Linked DNA regions of Mus musculus: regions 1 and 2 are each linked to region 3. A link is a contact called in public HiChIP or PLAC-seq data. All regions are on one chromosome and are shown on one strand. Each heading gives the region's core, a stretch centred on a gene start, on an enhancer-like site or on the middle of the called end of the contact. The rest is flanking DNA. Distances are from core to core; before and after follow the strand shown. Region 1 holds the start of Wdr90 (WD repeat domain 90). Region 2 holds the start of Fam234a (family with sequence similarity 234, member A). Region 3 overlaps Rab11fip3 (RAB11 family interacting protein 3 (class II)).

What was found. HiChIP or PLAC-seq counts read pairs in DNA pulled down with a chosen protein or histone mark.
Region 1: a contact with region 3 is called in an H3K27ac HiChIP or PLAC-seq map of the HPC-7 cell line, with 7 times the contacts expected there. The contact joins the promoter of Wdr90 here to the enhancer-like site in region 3. A contact is called at or near these places in 9 of 39 promoter capture datasets (the C10 cell line, the HPC-7 cell line, cranial neural crest and 5 more), 2 of 15 datasets of contacts at CTCF or cohesin (the NIH/3T3 cell line and embryonic stem cells), 3 of 484 Hi-C or Micro-C datasets (the G1E-ER4 cell line, the HPC-7 cell line and bone marrow-derived macrophages), 19 of 115 datasets of contacts at active chromatin or transcription factors (the 230-238 cell line, CD8 T cells, the HPC-7 cell line and 9 more) and 4 of 9 other capture datasets (adipose tissue, liver, macrophages and 1 more).
Region 2: an H3K4me3 HiChIP or PLAC-seq map of bone marrow-derived macrophages shows a contact between it and region 3, with 2.0 times the contacts expected there. The contact joins the promoter of Fam234a here to the enhancer-like site in region 3. A contact is called at or near these places in 1 of 15 datasets of contacts at CTCF or cohesin (the NIH/3T3 cell line), 4 of 484 Hi-C or Micro-C datasets (embryonic stem cells and nephron progenitors), 7 of 115 datasets of contacts at active chromatin or transcription factors (bone marrow-derived macrophages, embryonic stem cells and pancreatic cancer cells) and 1 of 9 other capture datasets (pancreatic islet).

Annotation. Positions count from the first base shown.
Region 1 is chr17:25,860,127-25,863,606 of GRCm38.p6, reverse strand. It overlaps Wdr90 (WD repeat domain 90), which reads left to right and starts at 2,092. Exons shown (of 41, transcript NM_001163766.1): 1 at 2,092-2,422; 2 at 2,524-2,700; 3 at 2,790-2,952; 4 at 3,065-3,235; 5 at 3,474-3,480. The coding sequence starts at 2,147.
Region 2 is chr17:26,242,924-26,245,961 of GRCm38.p6, reverse strand. Fam234a (family with sequence similarity 234, member A) reads left to right here and starts at 1,720. Exons shown (of 13, transcript NM_001206335.1): 1 at 1,720-1,956.
Region 3 is chr17:26,007,682-26,011,132 of GRCm38.p6, reverse strand. Rab11fip3 (RAB11 family interacting protein 3 (class II)) reads left to right here. Exons shown (of 14, transcript NM_001162868.2): 6 at 2,243-2,278. Among named protein-coding and RNA genes, the nearest start is that of Capn15, 24 kb to the right of the region's middle. Within about 2 kb of position 1,497, at least 31 of the 459 cell types and tissues checked have an H3K27ac peak or open chromatin away from gene starts, as enhancers often do. A contact at or near this core is called in the G1E-ER4 cell line, the HPC-7 cell line, bone marrow-derived macrophages and 1 more, where this site is marked.

The DNA of each region.
Region 1 (3,480 bases), core at 843-3,342, 150 kb after region 3:
ACACTTTGTGATACTCGGAATTGAACTGAGGGTCTCACACAGGCTAGGTATCTGTTCTACTGACCTACTGACCTATATCCTCTGCCTTCTGTTTACTACTACTTCTTCCTCTTCTTCTTTGTTTTTTTTGTTTTGTTTTTTGTTTTTTTGGTTTTTTTTGTTTTGTTTTTTTGTTTTGTTTTTTTGGTTTGGTTTTCAAGACAGGGTTTCTCTGTATAGCCCTGGCTGTCCTGGAACTCACTTTGTAGACCAGGCTGTCCTCGAACTCAGAAATTCGCCTGCCTCTGCCTCCCGAGTGCTGGGATTAAAGGCATGTGCCACCATGCCCGGCCCTCTTCTTCTTTTGAAACAGCATCTCAGTGTGTAATCCTGGTTTACCTGCAGTTTGCTATGTAGATTAGTCTAGCCTTGAGTCCACAGAGACCTGCCTTCCTCTGCTTCCTAAGTGCTGGAATAAAGACATGTGCCACTAGCCTGGAACTTTTGATCCTCCTGCCTCCCCAGTAGCTGGGATTATAGACTGGCTTGCAGTATCCCCCTCCTAGTCACAACCTCTTTACTCTTGGACTAGAAGAAGTTAAGCTTTGTCCAGCTCTGTTTTTTTTTTTGTTTTTGTTTTTTTTTTTTGTTTTTTTTTTTGAGACAGGTGGCTGGCTGGCCTGGAACTCACAGAGTGTTGGGATTAAAGACATGCCCCACCATGCTGCGATAACTAGGGTGATGAGGTCCTTGACCAGCTCATTTTGGAAATATGTAGTTTCAAGCTGTCTCATCTGAATCCACTACCTCTTTTTCTTGACAATGGCCAAAGTCAGACCCAAGACCCAGGTGATACTGGAGTGAGATATAGGAAAGAGTTTGTTTTCTCTGCCGATTAAAGAATTAAAAGGAAGAAATCTTGGTGATACTGGAGAAATCAAGGTCCCCTCTTGGGGTTCTTAAGTTTCATTAATATATGGATTTTAAACGGCCAGGCAGGAGGATCTCTGAGTTCAAGGCCAGCCTGCTCCCACATAGTGAGTTCTGGGACAGCCAGGACTACACAGAGATATTCTGTCTCAAAAAGACAGACAGAAAGAGACAAGAAAGAGAATGGCCACAAACAAGCTCAAGGACAAAACCAGACTGAAATAGAAGTTTGGGAATTTATTAGCCTTTAAAGGGAAAACCCCAAGGCAGGCAGCTATAAATGTTCTAAACTGCTGTGGGGGAAGGAAGAAGAAAAGCTTTGCTCTTAGAGATAAGGTCAGCTACCTTGCAGAAGGGCCTCTGAAGGGAATGGCTGGCCCAGGCCTTTAATCCCTGAACTACAGAGGCTGGAGCTGTGAGTTCAAAGTTATCCTGATCTACATAGCAAGTTCTAGGACAGCCAGGATTACATAGATTCCGTCTAAAAGGGAAAAAAAAAAGTTGAGCAAGGAACCCAGTGCATTAGTTAACAGGATTAATCCTTAGGAGAAGACAGAGCATGTCTGGGAGGCAAAGTCCATTCTCCACCAGGACTTAGCTGGAATAGAATCCTAGCCCTCGACTGCAGGACCTTCTCTCTCAAGCTGGAGGTCTGCTGTAGTATACTGGGAAAATGCCTCAAGGGTCTTTGGGTATATGTTGAACCTGTGGTGATGTGGTTATCTGAAAGCTGCACCCCAGTGGGCACAGGGACCTTACTCTCCTGAAGCAGGGAGACCCAGAGTACCCTGGATGCTGATCAGATACCTCCACACAGTTAGAAAGCAGAGATGAGGCCCAGCCTGGGTGGACCGTGGATGTGGACAGGTCTCAGCATGACCTTTCTGGCTCACATACAGAAAAAAAGGTTCAGCTCTCAAAACAAAACCGGAGGCCTCTGAGAGAGTCAGCGACCACGGCTACTTAGCACAGTTCCCTGCACAGTGCTGAGGCCCCGGCTGGGCGAGGCCGCAAAGCCCCAAGCAGGAGGCAACAGCGGTGGAAGTGGGCAGGGCGAGCCCACGCAAGACCTAGGGGCCTGCTAGGTGCCCAGGACCACGCAGCAGCGGGATATTTGTGCGTTGCTGCAGCGGCGACGGAAGTGACGCGCGTTGCCAGGAGGCTGTTGCTAGGCGCCGTGCTATGTGTTTTGCGTAAGACAGCGTCAGCTGAGGCGGGAAGCGCGAGCTGTAGCGCCATGGCCGGAGGTAGCGGCGCGCGCGAGACGCGCTGTCGTCAGGGCTCGCGTCCCGGGAGTCCCGGGTCCGAGGTCCCCGCCGCGTCAGTGACTGGACCTCGTGCAGAAGCCCGTCCCGCGGGCGGAGGTGGAGGGTCGCGGCGCGCTGCCCCAGATCGGTGCTCAGGCGGCGTCCCTTCTGCAGCCTGGCAGCACCCTTTCCTCAATGTATTCAGACATTTCAGGGTGGATGAGTGGAAACGGTCCAGCAAAGAGGGAGATGTGGCTGTGGTGACGGTACTGGCCGCGGGGTCCTTCCTGCTCCTGAGAAATCTCCCAGTGGGCACTGTGACTGTCCTCCAGTTTTGCGCCTGTTTGCAGCACCTCTCTCTTTCTAGGACAAGGTCCTGAAGAGCGCTGTGTATCGCATCCGTGGGTCTGTATCTGCCAGCAACTACATCCAGCTCCCCAGAACTAGCACCCAGTCTCTGGGGCTGACTGGGCGGTACCTGTATGTGCTTTTCCGGCCTGTGCCTACCAAGCACTTTGTCATCCACCTGGACGTGTCCACCGAGGTGCCCAGCTTGGAAGGAGGGCTGGGTGTCTATTGCTGCTTTCCCACCGTGCCATAATCTCCTTCTAATGGCCTCGCTCTGCCTCATAGGACGGCCAGGTCATCCGTGTGTCTTTCTCCAACCTCTTTAAGGAGTTCAAGTCCTCCACAACGTGGCTTCAGTTCCCCTTTGTCTTCGAGACTAAGACACCCAGGAGAGGTGGTGACATTTGGTCCAAGAGGGACGGCTTGAATGAAGGCCTAAAACGGGATGGTACAGGCCCAACTGGGCATGTGCTTCTGTGTGGCCCTGAGGATAGCTAGGGGATGGGGCTGAGAGGGGTTGCAACAAAATGGTAGGTGCTGACCTCGCACGTGTCCTGCAGACCTGGCAGGTGTAGCTCTTCCTCGTGCCCGCTGGACCTGCCTACAGCTGGACCTGCGTGACATCCTGATGTTCTACCTGGGCAGGCACTATAGTCATCTCAAGAGCATCAGGCTGTGTGCCAGCCTGCTAGTCAGAAACCTCTACACCAGTGATCTGTGCTTTGACCCTGGTGAGGCCCACACTTCATGCCCCATCCCAGTCAGAAGGCTAGAACCCTCCCGCTAGCTGGCAGATAAGAACCACTTACCAATTTCAGAGGAGAGCCATGCACCAGGGCTCCCAGCTCCAGGAAGAGCATTGGGGTGGGTTGGTTGGTGGAGTGGCAGATACTTGGTAATGCATGTTGCCTGGGGTGGGAAGGGATAGGACAAATGTCCCTTGATCTAGAACAGTCCTGCTCATTGTAGCTGTCAC
Region 2 (3,038 bases), core at 471-2,970, 230 kb before region 3:
TGAATTGGTAAGGCGCTTATCTACCAACCACAAAGCTCTGAGTTAGATTAACAGCACTATATAAAATCAGTGTAATGGCACACCAAGAGGAAACTTCTAGTTCTTTAGAAAGTTAGCTATGCCAAATGATGGTTTGCTGAGACACACGGATGAAAGGATGTCTTTTTTATTTTTTATTTTTTTCATTTTTCTTGAGACAGGGTTTCTCTGTGTAGCCCTGACTGTCCTGGAACTCACTCTGTAGACCAGGCTGGCCTCAAACTCAGAAATCCGCCTGCCTCTGCCTCCCAAGTGCTGGGATTAAAGGCGTGCGCCACCACTGCCTAGCTGAAAGGATGTCTTGATAAAGCAAACACATAAAAGACTGTTTTCCTGAAGCAGACACAAGTGAAAGGATGCTTGTTGGATATAGCAGACACGTGTAAGGACTCTTGATAAAGGAGTATAAATGTGACCCCACAGACAGTGGGAGAGGAGCACTGAGATTTGGTTTGCTCTGCCTTGCTATTCTTTGCTAAAGACACGCATGTATTTGTTCGCCTTACATAGCATTGTTGAGCTCACCTTGTGGTAACACTGCCATTGAGAGAAATTATCCAAAGAACTGCTTGTGAGGTTCCTATGGCAGCTTGCAGCTTCTGCGGCCTCACATCAGGCTGGTTGGCAAATCTAGAAGTTTCTTCAGGATTTAACTACAGCTGCCTGGTGTCTGCTTGCTGAAAGGACTGGACTGAAGCTGCTGGTTAGTGTCTGGTGTCTGCCCCCCTAGAGGACTGGACTGCAGCTGGTGGTTAGTGTCTGGTGTCTGCCCCCCTAGAGGACTGGTCTGCAGCTGCTGAATTGTACTTGGTGTTTGCTATGGGACTGAACTGCTGCCCAAGAAGATCTAGCTCACCCCTAAAGAATTATTGCTGAACCGGTCCATTTCACCCATATCCTAATAACTTTTCTCTTCCACTGCCTCTGCTGGGTTGTAGGCTAGAGGAGAGGTTGGACCCTTATTAAGAGTAGGTTGCAGCCGGGCATGGTGGCACACGCCTTTAATCTCAGCACTGGAGAGGCAGAGACAGGCAGATTTCTGATTCGAGGCCAGCCTGGTCTACAAAGTGAGCTCCAGGACAACCAGGGCTACACAGAGAAACCCTGTCTCGAAAAACCAAAAAAAAAAAAAAAAAGTAGGTTGCAAAAAATTTATGCCTACTCAGAGAGTAAAAGTCCTTGCCAAGCTATTGTGCAAGCCTGTAACCTAAGTTCGATCCCAAGAACCCACATAAAGGCGAAAGTGAACCAGCTCTACAAAACTGTCCTCTGATCTTCCCTTTCTGTCGTAGTGTGTGTCTCTATGTGCCTGCGTGTGCACTGAGGAAAGAAAATACCGTGGCCAGTAAGTGATCGGAAAGATACGCAGGCTAGAAAAAAGAAGCCTTAGCATGGGCCTTCTGTCTTGTCTCCATTCATGGATTCCTGGGGTTAGTATGGGAACACCAGGCCTAAGCCATCACAGCATTATCATGCCAAAATGCTCCTGCACAAACAGGCTCTCTGCTCGAAAAGGGCAACACTGGACACAGTGGCCGTGTTGCTAAGCAACCGACTCAGTCAACAGAACGGAATCGCTGTGGTACGCCCCTTCCGCTGGCAGGAAGTGACGCACAGTTCAGGTGGGCCGAACTAAGGGGGGGGGTCACAGCCTCTCTGGGGCGGGGCCTACTGCGGGGCGGGCCTCCTGGGTGGGCCCAGTGGGGGCGTGGCACGCTGCCCTCGGGGCCGGGCGGACCGGGGTGCGCCGGGGAGGGGCGCTGCTGTCCGGCGTAGTCTGTACTCCTGTTCAGCCGCTGTCCTCCCGGGAACCTTGGGGATGTGGATCCCGGATTCCAGGGACCGCAGTTGAGCCAGCCTCGCCAGTCCTGTACCACTTGCTGAGGAGCAGGATCTCGCGGACAGGTCCGAGAGCAGGTCAGGATCGGACTAGGTAACTCTTAACGCGCGAGCTGGTTCCGGCCAAAGCCGTCTGCGTTCGATCGCCCGGAGCTAGTGGGGGCCAGGAGCGGGTCCCGCCTCCACTTGCAGCTCACAGCTAAGGTCGGCCCCGCCTGAGCTCCCAGAGTAGCAGTGCACAGGGCCTGGCACCCTCAAGCGTGCTCAACTTGGCCAAACAAATCTCTGCTCCGTCGTGTCTGTTCCCTGGAGGGCGCTGTGGTGACCCGGAGCGACAGGGGTTGACCTACCAGAGGAACTTTGTGCTCCGGTGGACATGTTCCTTAAATCCTAACGCTCTTTGGGCCCCGTGTGTTTAGTATCAGTGAGAATCAGTTCATGTTCTTCAAGTTCAGGCCCAAGGCAGTGAGGTGGGTACGGTCAGGAGTGGTTGGTGATGGGGTTGTCTTCATATTCCACCCTCACAGTTCTAATGTTCTTTTAAGGCCACCACCGCCTCCTGCTGCCTTGAACTGGAAGCAATCTTCCTGCCTCATTACACCGAGCTGTCTGTTTCTTCTCTGTACTGGCGTTTTTTCTTACTCCTTCCATTGCCTCCTTGTATTCCTTATATGTTGCTTTATAACAAACAAGAAGTTTATTGGTTTATCCTAGCAATCTTTATCCTAGGTGTGGTGGTGGATTTCTGTAATCCCAGAAGTTGAGGCTGAGACATATGAATTTGGAGTTTGAGATAAGCCTGGGCTACAATATGCGGTCTTCCCCAAATGCACAAAATAAAACAACCTTTATTAGTCAACACTTTCTGTGGGTAGGGAATCAGTCTACCTGGGTGATGATGGCCCAGTAACTCTCGCCAAGTTGGGGGATCCAAATCCAAGATAGTGGACTCAAAAGACCAGTGGCAGGAGTCCTCATTGTTTTCTGTTGGTATCTGCCTTCCCTCAGAAGAGTTATCTGTAAGGGAAGTGGGGCGATAGGGAGTGATAGAAACCACTGTCATTATGACCCAGTTTGCAAAGTCTAACTCCCCCCTCCACATTCTTTTTGTATTACTAGGTACATAGGAGGTGGGTACAGCAGAGCTTATGAAATGAGTG
Region 3 (3,451 bases), core at 248-2,747:
GTTTCCTTGCTGGCTATTTGCAACTTCACATACTCATAGGAAACATCTTTGGGTTCTTTGTTCACCTCAACATTCGCCAGATGCCATTGGCTTGGTGTGAAGAGGGACACGCCCCTGGCTGGGGGACTTTTAGGAGAAGGGTCTGGAGAAGATTAGGCGGTATGTGACGCTACCAATAGCATCTCCTGCTAGGCTTAGGTGGCGAGTGGCCACACAGGCTCCTGTCGGGCAGCACTGTTACTGCAGGAAGGCAGAGCATCTCGGGAGTGGAACACACTTGGAGGTCTGTGAGCGGCTGCCCCTTGCCTGCCCCGCCATTGCAGGACTGGATCTACACCTCCGTCCTGTTCCAGACCCTGTGCCATAACCCGTCGTGGTACCTGTGACTTAGCTTTTTCCCTGTGTTCTGTGCAGCATCACAAAGCTGGAGGCCTTTAACCAATATCCAGTGAAGTAGGATCTTGGCCAGTTGGGAAGGATCAGAGGGAGCCTGCTGGGGTCCTGGCCACGAATCCAGTAGTATCCTTTGAGGGCATGTTTTGGCAAGACTTGAAAATAAAAATCCGGTCTCTGGTGATTCCAGAAACCCGTCCAGTTCCCAGTATAGGGCACACAGGCTTTCCCCTGCCATGCATTCAGTGCTAGGAAGGAGCCAGCTGTGTTCTTCCTGCTGGTGAGCCATCCTGCTATTGATGAGTGAGTGGCTTTGAGTTACAGATATGTTGTAAAGGAAGATCCGTATGTTGCCTCAGTCACTGAAGACGTTTCCAGTGCTGAAAACCTGCCTGGAAGATGATGGTGATCATGCCAGTTAGGCCTCTTGGGGCAGTGTCAGACTAGTATGTGACTCAACATGACCAGTGGGACCTCTCCCGGGTAAAGGCTCTGCAGGTGTAGAGAGACTTTCCTGTTAGTTAGGACACAGATGATACTAGTACCTGAATACTAGCGAAAGAGCTGAGTCATGCCTCCTGGCCATCCTGGATTGCCTCGGGATAAACTTCATGACCTCACCATAGAACAGGGAGGGCCGCGAAGTGCTCTTGTAGCTACTGTGTTCTTTAGGTACCTGGGAGCATCAGTCAAAACAATCCATTTTATAGAAACCAAGCAGTCTGACTTACTCAGAGGTATATTTTGAAAATTGTAAACTGTTGCGGGATTTAGTGGTCCAGAGCCTGATAGTTACACAGAGCAATCTGCTCTAATTGTTCAAGGAGTGTCCGTGATTGTAAGACATCAGCACATTTGTACACTGCTAGTCAGGAGTCCAGTCAGGAGAGGGAGCCAAACAGTAGCTGCTCAGGAACTGCGCAGTGAGAGTGAATGCACAGGTGCCCACCCGTGCATTGTCAAGGATCCTGAGGAGCAGGAATAGCAAACAGCATCCAAGAGATCCAAATCCCACTACCACCCTTCCCTCAGCAGTCTACAGCCCTGTCGAAATGGCACAGCTCAGCCCTCTGTAGGCTACATGCTATCAGCATTGTCTCTCCAGTGCCCTCTAGTGGCACAATGTAGCATCACAAATGAAAATGGATCCCAGCAGTGTATGTCCCAGAGCCACCACAAAGGATGATTCTGAACCCAGCTGCAGTGATAAAGGGGTGGCTTGTGCAGCACGCACCGCTCCAGGTAGATTGCCTGCCTGGCCCTTGAAAGAAGAGGAAGCCGTGAGCTGAAACAGGTGGTTCTTGTGCCTGAACACACGGCCACAGCTTCAGAAGGGAGGCCATGCTCTGACTGGCTCAGAAGAGGCATGTTCAGCCTGTTCTTGCTGCCATAGGTGTTACTGCTCTGGGATGGTTTCAGGAAGGGGTTCTAAATCCCCGTCCTACAGATATTTGCAGTGTGAAGTTTCAGGACCCAGGTCAAAACGATTACACACTCTTCTGTCACAGGAGGGCCTGTGTGATAGCCAGTCAATTGAGATAATGGCTTCAGAAGTACTTGGGGACATGACAGTGGCCAATGGCTTAGAGCTAGGTGCAGTCAGCCGGTGGGTTTCAGCATTGGGCTTGGTTTCTTTTGAGGGCTCAGGCTGAGACTTGGTGAGGCCCTTTACAGAGGTGCTGTGCATGTCCTCTGCCTTGCCGAGTGGGTATTGTGTGCATGCGGCTTGCCGGGGGCAAGGGGCTGCATGCCTGGGCCCTGCTATCTCCCCAGCCCAAGCTTCCTGTTTCCTCCTGTCCTTCGGTCTGTTCCCTGACACTATTTTCCTGTTTGTTTGGTTTTTGCACAGCCCAGCCAAGCGGCTCTCCAGCAGGAAGGTGGCAAGGTAGGCAGAGCCTCGATCATTTGCTGAAAATCTTGTGAAATATACTTGTAATCATAGATTCTGAACAACATTTTAGAAAATACTCTCTTCCAGGTGTGGTTTGGGTTTTTTAAATCAAACTTTCAAGTGACATTTCATGGTTTGGGATAGAAAGCAATTGAGGGGAATGGTTGTGGAACAGATTTCTAGGGCTGGGGGTTTGGATCTGGACCTGGGGCTCATAGCAGCTTCTCCTGTTCCCTTGCCCTTACACACTCCCTGTAAGGGCTGGACTGGGCAGCAGTCTCCCTGTGTCTGCTGTTGGAGTCAGCCTCTTAGAACTGGCTCTGTGTGGCCTCCTGCCTAACTGTGATCTTGCCAGCCCAGTAGCTCACATGGAGAGGAGAGAGGGTAAGGAAAAGGTCTTGCTAGAGTCTTGGTTTTTGTTTTTTGGGGGAGGGTTTTTTTTTTTCTTTTGGTGTTTTGTGTGAGTTTTTTTGTTGTTGTTTTGTTTTGTTTGCTTTTGGGGACAGGGTTTCTCTGTGTAGCCCTGCCTGTCTTGGAACTCACTCTGTAGACCAGACTGGCCTGCAGCTCAAGAGATCCACCTGCCTCTGCCTCTCGAGTGCTCTGATTAAAGGTGTGTGCCACCACCTTGTAGCTAGCTCTTGCTAGTCTTAAAGGCCAGCTTTTGACTTTGGAGTTTGGCTGCTGTCATCTTCCTGCTATAGAAGGTGAGTTGTGCTTATGCCTGATAATCGGCTCCCGGCCACTCTTCACTGACATCCTTGTTCGGGGTCTGAGGCTCTGACACCCTTCTTAAGGCCCGGCTCAGGCAGTACTGTGTTTCCTTCTAAGACAAGTTGCTGCTGAGTCCGTGGTCACTACTGTCTTCTGAGTCTATCCAGTCTCCACTGGCCAGCCTTCTCCTGGGGTCATGGGGGAGTATTCCTTCCTGTTTATACAGAGTATCTCCTGGTTTCACAACTAGGGTCCTCCCTACACCTTGTGAATCTGTTTCAGAGATTGAGTCACACAGCTCCCTGCCCCAGCCTTGTCTTTTGTTTTGCATATCTTCCTGTGGCTTCCGGAGCTGGGAGGGCCTGGAGGTGGAACTGAGACCTTGAGTGGGAGTGTCCTTTGCCTGATTTGGGTTAAGGTTATGGTTTTCCTTAGATTTTTCTGGAGTCATTG